Linked DNA regions of Rattus norvegicus: region 2 is linked to region 1. Evidence: chromatin contacts called from public Hi-C data. All regions are on one chromosome and are shown on one strand. The core of a region is the stretch at or near the end of the contact, and the rest is flanking DNA. Distances in the headings are between cores, read along the strand shown. Region 1 holds the start of Igsf3 (immunoglobulin superfamily, member 3). Region 2 overlaps Igsf3 (immunoglobulin superfamily, member 3).

The links. Hi-C and Micro-C count contacts between places; a contact is called where the count stands out from the background.
Region 2: a Hi-C map of the Rat2 cell line shows a contact between it and region 1, with 3 times the contacts expected there. The contact joins the enhancer-like site here to the promoter of Igsf3 in region 1. A contact is called at or near these places in 12 of 12 Hi-C or Micro-C datasets (the A7r5 cell line, the Rat2 cell line, Schwann cells and 7 more).

Annotation. Positions count from the first base shown.
Region 1 is chr2:191,499,377-191,503,202 of GRCr8, forward strand. It overlaps Igsf3 (immunoglobulin superfamily, member 3), which reads left to right and starts at 2,034. Exons shown (of 9, transcript NM_001106455.2): 1 at 2,034-2,076. The coding sequence starts at 2,034.
Region 2 is chr2:191,573,060-191,576,885 of GRCr8, forward strand. All of the region lies in intron 5 of Igsf3 (immunoglobulin superfamily, member 3), which reads left to right. Among named protein-coding and RNA genes, the nearest start is that of Igsf3, 74 kb to the left of the region's middle. Within about 2 kb of position 1,967, at least 26 of the 93 cell types and tissues checked have an H3K27ac peak or open chromatin away from gene starts, as enhancers often do. A contact at or near this core is called in the A7r5 cell line and Schwann cells, where this site is marked.

The sequences.
Region 1 (3,826 bases), core at 784-3,283:
CTTCCTCCACACAGTTTATGCGTGGCCTACTGTTGTGTTCTCAAGCAGACCACAAGCTCCACAGGGGCAGTAAGATCCGACCTGCTTATGCTCCTGTAACGAGTCGTTTTTTAGCACTTTGTGTTTGGTAATATTGAATAAATGCATGGATAGCACTTAAAATAAGGACAGTTCATTTTTAACTGAGTGCTTTTGATATATGAGGCATTCCTCTAAGTGCTTTACAAGTATGATGTGGATACTCTTTGTAACAAATGAGCAAACTGAGGCACAGAGAGGTTAAGCAACCGGGCTAAGGCCCACAGCTATGAACCCAGCTTGTCTTTGGGGTCCAGATTCTATGCTAGAGTGAAGCACAATGTGGAGGTTCATTATAAAAATAGATTCAAGTCTCCAGCCGAAGCGTTTTGCTATTGTTTATCGGGCAAACGACGTGTCTCCTGGAGTCTGGGCTTTGGGAAGGGCCCTTGGTGCGCGAACCCCGGGTTAACTTTCCATCAGCTCGTCCCAGGTGGTCCGCAGCTGCTGGCGGGTGCAGCCAGAGCGCTGGGACGGTGGGCGGGGCGTAGTGGGGGCGTGTCCCCGTGAGGCCACCGCCTTCTCCTCTGCTCGCCTCGCGGGGAGCTGCGGGCCAGGCCGGAGCTAGAGGGCGGGGCCTGGGGCGGGGCGGGAGCAGGACGGCCTGAGCCGCTGCGGGAGGCGAGGAGGAAGCGGCGCGTCTTGGGAGGCGTGCGGGACACAGACGGGCGACCGTTCGGTTGCTGGGAGCTGCGGGGCTCCGGGCGAGGTGAGCGCGGGCGGGCGCGGATCGGGGTCGGGGGCGCGGGGACCGTGGCGTGGCGATCGGCGTCCCGCCCCGGGCCCAAGCCCCTTTTCTCCATTGGACCCGTGTCGCGCGGAGCAGGCTCAGCCTACAGCGAGCGGAGCCCCGAGTCCCCTTCTCCGAGCCTTTTCTTTGCCAGTGTCTCAGACTCAATCGCCGGGGAGGTAAAACAATAGCGGGCCACCTGGGACGCGGCGCGCCCCAGCTCCCACGGCCCGTGCCCGGAGTCGCGGCCCCGCGCCAGCCCCGTGGCGACCCGCGCTGCGGAGGGTGGGGCTGCCCGCCGCGCCCCGCTCCGTAGACCGCGACGGGAAAGCCCGCGAGTAAGAGAGGCATTTGGTGAAAGTGTTTTGAGAACAATCATAATTGCCCTGCTCTGGGCGGGGAAACTGAGGCGTAGGGCACAGAAGGTAAGATTTGTACAAGGTCAGGATGCACACATGGGCTGCCCTCGGCCAGGGAGGGGACCCAGGTAGCTGGGCTGGCCAGTCGGGCGCTTTGGCCTCTCTCGGTTTTGCGGCGGTTGTGTTGGCCTTAGATAAATGTCTGTTGTGTTTGTTTTAGGAATCTGCGGGCTTTTGTGGGACCACTCTCGGGCTACCAAATGCCAGCTTACTTCGTATGCCCTGGGAGGTTCTGGGGCAGGTGACGGCACGGTGACCTATCACCATGGATGGAGATGGACTTTTTGATGAAGAAATCCAAAGTGTCTTTACCAGTAAGGGTGTTTTGGCTGTCTCGGGTTTTGACAAAACCTGCCTGGTTCCCTTTGGGGGATCCGAATGAGAGATTTCAGACACCTTCAGTGCGAAGCCAAGGACATTTCTGTATAATCAGCGCATGAAAGGATTTTCTCAGACTCTCTTTCCTCCCATTTTCCTCGAGAATTAATCCACCAGAATCTACAGTTCCGGTGGAGACTGCAAGGCATATACAGTGTAGCAGAAACCTAGAGCGCCTTCGGAATTGCTCTGGACCCTGCCTTAGGCGTAAAGGACTCTTGCACATGCCACTCCCCTCTCCGGCCCCCAACTCCCTCCTTCTGACTACTCTGTCTTTGACTGGCTCTCATTTTCCCCGTGAAGTTCTGTTTCCAAACTGTTCCCCTGGAGCTATAAGTGGATTGGCAGTAATGAGAGATTAGGCAGTGGGAAAAGCACGGTGCCCTGTGCTGTGTCCTTTTCCTGCTGCCGCCGCCGCCGCCGCAGACATGAAGTGCTTTTTCCCAGTGTTGAGCTGTCTGGCTGTGCTGGGTAAGTGACTGCTTATCAGTTCTATAGCTGTGAAAGTTTAACCCGATCTCATTGCTAATTCCTTGTGGTTCTCTCCCATCAACACTGGGTTTCGGGAGGCAGAAGGGGGTAGCCATAGTGTGACAGAGTGGATTAAAGTTCCAAGAGGGTCTGTTTGTTTCTGACCCAGAAAGAAGGGTGGAATTCTGGTTGTCTTTAAGCTGCCCTGGGCCTTTGGGTGAAGCCCCTCACTTGGAACGCTGTGCCTTAGGGATGGTGAGTGGGTTGAGAGCTTCCAGTGTCTTTACTTTTGTGTTGGTCTGCATCGGTTCCTGGGAAGTTACAACATAATTCCTAACTGTGTTGGAAATGGTGCTTTCATGAACGACTGTGCTTTTTTTTTTTAATTGTTGTTTTTGGAGGGGAAGGTGGGAGTGGGTGGGATGGGGGTTGAAAGGATGCTTTGTTTTGCCTAAGAAGTCTGTAGGCTAAGTGTGTATTGAAGACACTAGTTCCTGTGTCTCCTCACCGAGGAAGCCTAGCTCAGTCCTTGCAGGAGGTGAAGCTGAAGATAGGGAGCTGCCTGGTCAGGGGGTGTGGTCAGATTGGTTTTCCATGCCCTCAGAGAAAAAGTCTGGAAGCCCAGAGTAGGAGGAAGAAACTGTGGTCTCAGAAGTGAGCCTCTCTGCAGGCCTCCATCCCCAGTACAGAGTCCCAACCCCTTGTCTCTTCTTGGTTTAAGTAATCTCCACTGTGTATTTTCCAGTGCCCTGGTTTATCATAAACCCCATAGCTGGCACCTGGTGCATTCTCACCTCAGCACTCAAGAATGGACACACCCCCTACCTTCTCTGTGTGACTTTGCATTCAGAGAAGTTACTGCTGCTGGCCACTTGCTTCTCCATGCTAGGTTTCTTGCACTTACAGAATTTATCCGTGGAGGATGACTCTGAATTACCTGCACCCTTATAAAAGTTAACTGGCATCAGGAATGAGGATGGACTTTAGAGTCTTGAATTCCCATCTCAGTTTCATCTTGATTCTCACGGGAGTCTCAGTGAGTCTGCATTTAAGGGATGTAAGATGTCCTGAAAGAAATCTTGATTGCCTCGCAACATGTTTGAAGCTTCAATCCATGTGTTCATTCGGAGGTACTCAAACTTAGGCATAGGTTGGTATCATTAAGGCATCTTAAAACAACAAAAAAAAAAAAAAAAAAAAAAAAAAAACCCAAAACCAAATCTTGGCATTCTGGTAACCTCCTCAGAGCAGTAAAACCAAAGTCCCTGGATTGAGAGCTCATTAGTGCCAGCCCTTCCCTGCCCAGCACACGTGTGGCTGGGAGTTTGGTCAGTCTGGCCTGTTGTTAGGGTGCAGAATTCCCATGTCTCCTGGGTGCTCAGGTAAAGGAAGTCAGGAGGCGGGCTTCTCCTGGCCAGCCTCTTTAGAGACGATATTTATGTGTGCCGTCCAGCGTTTGTCACTGGATCTCAGCTTGAATCACCGACTGCTGATTCATGGAGATTGAAAAGGACACTCACTGGGAAAGCCCCACCCCCGCACGCACCGCGCTTCCCAGGCTTGGCTGTGTGGTTGAGGGTGGGGCTCAGGGCAGGAGGAGCCACCAATGGGAAGACAAGGAACTATGACATTTGTGTCTTTTGTTTCTTTCTTTTTTCCTTTTTGGCTGTTGAGGAAATGTGAGGCTGCCTGCTGGTCTCCCTGCTGTCCCCCTCTCCAGGTCCCTCTGTGGAGGGGAGCTGGGACCCCG
Region 2 (3,826 bases), core at 717-3,216, 74 kb after region 1:
GGCCTTTGATGTAAGGCAGTTATGGTTGAGTTTAAGGAGAATCATTTACTAAGGAGTAAGTGCCTTCCGCATGAGCAGTGCACACATAAAACTCATCCAAAGTTCGGGCAGGTTGGCTAGGGAAGCAACTGCCGCTCTCTGCTGCTGAGTCCTCATTTCACTCTCCGTCCTCCCTGTAGCCTTCCTCTGCCTCCCAGCAAAGCAGCCTTCAAGGACTGACAGATTCCCTTAGCCTTGATCGTCCTGGGAAGAAAGCTGCCCAGACGCTGCAGTGTACTGTGTACTGCTTGGGCCAGCATTGCCATCCAGCCTGCCTGGCCCTCCTGCTGCTGCTGCATTCTCTCCTCTCCTGGAGGGGACCGACCAAGCCTACCTTTGCATGTCTTTACTTACTTTTACCTCTGCATTCATTGGCTCTCCCAAGTTCACGTGCTGAGCAGCCACACTCTGGGTTTCCCAGGCTGAAGGCACGTCTGGATCTCCATGAACCTTGTTCTCGTGAAGATCGTGATGCAGTAGGTCTGAGAGTCTGTTTCTGAGAAATCCACCCAAAGGATCTCACACTGCTGATCCATAGTGCTTAGGATTTTTTGGGTTTTGCTTATTAATACTTTGTGAATATGGGTGTTTTGCCTGCATGTATGTCTGTATACTTTGTGTATGCCTGGTACCAGAAGAGGGTATTGGATAACCTGACCTGGAGTTACAGACAATTGTGGGTTTCTATATGGTTGCTGGTAATTGGACCTTGGGCCTTTCTGCTAACCTAGAATTAACTTTATTCTATTAGTTTTATTTATTTTGCATATATATGGTGCGGAGAAGGCAGGTACATGAAATAGGATACACGTGGAGGTTAGAGAACAACTCTCAGGAGTCAGTTTTCTCCTTCCTTGGGTCCTTGGATTTTGGCAGCAGGCGCCGTATCCTCTGAGCCATCTTGATGGCCCTGTCTGTAATACTTGTAAAAAGTTCGGTGGTGGAGCTGTGATTGGGATATAAAGTAAATTTAAAAATTAATTTAAAAAAAAATTTAGTTGTATTGGGTGTAACCACTCTGGAGGCAGAGGCAGATAGGTCTCTGTGAGTTCAAGGCTATCCCGGTCTACAAAGCAAATCCAGGACATCCAGGGACTGTCACACAGAGAAACTCTGTAAAAAGAAAAAGAAAAAGAAAGAAAAGAAAAACAAAAAACCCAACAAACAAAAAAAAGAAAAAGAAAAAAATTCGGTTTTTCAGTGTCTCCCCTAATTATGAGCTTTGAGCTTGGGACCACAAACACAAACCAAGAAGGAGTGAGGAGAGCTAAAACCTCCCCATTGTTCAGGGTCCATGCAGCCTCACACTAAACTCCTCCAAAGCTAATGCATTTAATCTGCAGGGCACTGTGGGTGAATTAGATACACACTTTCCCTGTTCTCTTTAGCAGGTGAAAACACTGGCCCTCAGGAAGGCCAGATTCCCTTAGGGTGAAGGGGAGGGGGAGGTCGGGGAGCTTACAGAAGCACCTTGCCCAGGGCGATGCTGAGGCTGCCTGTGAATGCCTCCTAATGAGCTGTGGAACCTCCTGACTCCTCGGGGCTCCAGGATGCGTCCTCCCCACCCCTGAGACAGAGAAGAAATGCAGAGCTTACAGTAAGGGCTGACCCCCTGCCCATCTGTCAGGCATGCACCAAATTCCAAAAGTACCTCTCTCTTAAACTCCCCCAACACTTCATAATATTTTGACATGGGATGGCGAGAGAGAGAGAGAGAGAGAGAGAGAGAGAGAGAGAGAGAGAGAGAGAGAGAGAGAGAGAACAAGAAGAAATTGGAAACGCTTTGAAATATGTCTCTTCCTTGGCTTGTGGTTCTTTGGCCATGTGACTGAATAGAAGTTGAGTCATAGGATACCAGTTTAACATATGCAGTTACTATAGCAATTGAGGTTTCCTTAGTAACAGTTGCAAAAATAATCTGGCCCCAATTAATAATACATTTTAAAGCTCTTTCTACTCTACACAGAACAACCGAGTTCGTCTGGCCAAACACCAGATAACTCAGGTGGTGTCGTCTGGTGATTGAGATGCATTTGGAAGTGGTGAATTGGGTTGGAAAGGGATGAAAAGAGAACAGGTTGCCTCAGGCCTCACAGGAGTCCACTCAGGAAAGCTGACCAGTAGGCCGTGCCCGTCCAGGCTCTAGGATTCCCAGAGTGCCCTGGAGGACCTTGTGTTTGAAGAAAGAGGAAAGTGAAGACTGGTACACAATGAAACTGGAGCACAAGGCCACAGCCCATCCTGAAGTGTTCGCCATGGCTCGAGGTCTGTGTGTGAATTCAGAGGTCCTCCGTCAGGGGACAGTCTGCCTCAGCAACCGGAGACAGGTCCCCAGGGATGCTTTTGTAGTAATAGTGCTGGCTGTGGGACCTGCTGTGCCTTCTCACTAAAGCTTCAGTCCATCCTGTACGTTTGTCTGTGTGTTCATGGGCACACGGAGGAGCAGTGCGTGGCTGTCAAACGCTCTCCTTCCCTACACATGGGGCTCAGCCCTTGGAGCCTCGAACAAAGCAGGCCAGCTAACTGGCCAGAACCCTAGGGCGCAGCCAGGGTGCAGTCGTCCACCCGGATGGCTTCTGCACATTCCAGCGCCTGACTCCAGCCCTGAGGAGGCCAGGGCTGCTCAGCAGGGCCTGGAGATGGGCCAGCCTGGTCGGCAGAAGCACTGGCTCTTCCCTCGCTGTGGGACCCGTACCACACCCTGGGTTTTCCTCAGCTGACAGAGTGGCCCAGAATTAAGATGTGAAGGGGGGAGAGGGGGCTGCTCTCAATACCAGCTCGCTAAGAGAATTGCCTTCTCCTTTCTTCTCAGGTTAGTAGGGAACACAGGGGTAATGATATATAGGGGAGAGTCTCCAATAATCACCGATAATCTCCAATAACATACATTTTACCAGGGTTTGGCTTCTTGGCAACTTAAAGATGGATGTTTGCTCTGTTATGAGCAGGGCAGCAATGACCGTCCCTATTCTCACTGTCTGGAGTTGGCCGTCCCTGTTGCCTCTGGACGTGGACAGTAAGGGAGGTGAGGCTGGTGCTGGCTCTGCCCTGGCCATCCCTATCCTCACTGCTTCAGGACCTGCCCTGGCCTCCTGTACTGCCTGCTCCCACATCTCTGTGTCTGAGTGAACACCAAGGGAGGCCTTTTCTGCTTTCCAAAGCCTAGGCACTGTGCAAGGCTGTGGGTACAGGAGTGAGAAAACACAGTGGCAGGGAGCACTGAGACTGGGGCTGTCCCACTTTCAGGGTGTCTCCTGAACAGGGGATGATCGGAAATATCATCTGACGAATGGAAAAGCTTCCTCTCTGTGCCTGGGTGCTCGGTGTCTAGGGGAGAAGAGAGACGGGGAGGCAGCTGGGTGTCAGAGTGCACCGAGGAAGGAATGGGAGGCAGAAAGAGATTGAGTGGGAAGGAAAGCAGGGTCTGGCAGGGAGGTGGCAGAGGAGACAGAACAACGGGACAGTGGCCAGGGTTCAGGGTAGAGTGTGTGGGTCAGGGGAGCTGGAGTTGCTGACGTCCGAGGAGATGAGTCAAGACAGTTGAACTTGGGCCAGGTTCTGAGGGGCTTTGTGCTGGCCAAATGAATTTTCCCTTAGATTCTATAGACAGTTGGGAGCCATTAAATGTTTTAAGCAAGGTCAGGCTCTGGGCAGACTGGTGTCTTGGCTGGGTGCGGGCAGTGGCACAGGGAGAGTGGACAGGGCACAGTATGTGATAGAGGCCAGTAGATGGGCGACTGATACTGGGGAGGTTTTGAGGATACTCAGTCATGCTGTTCCCTGCTGG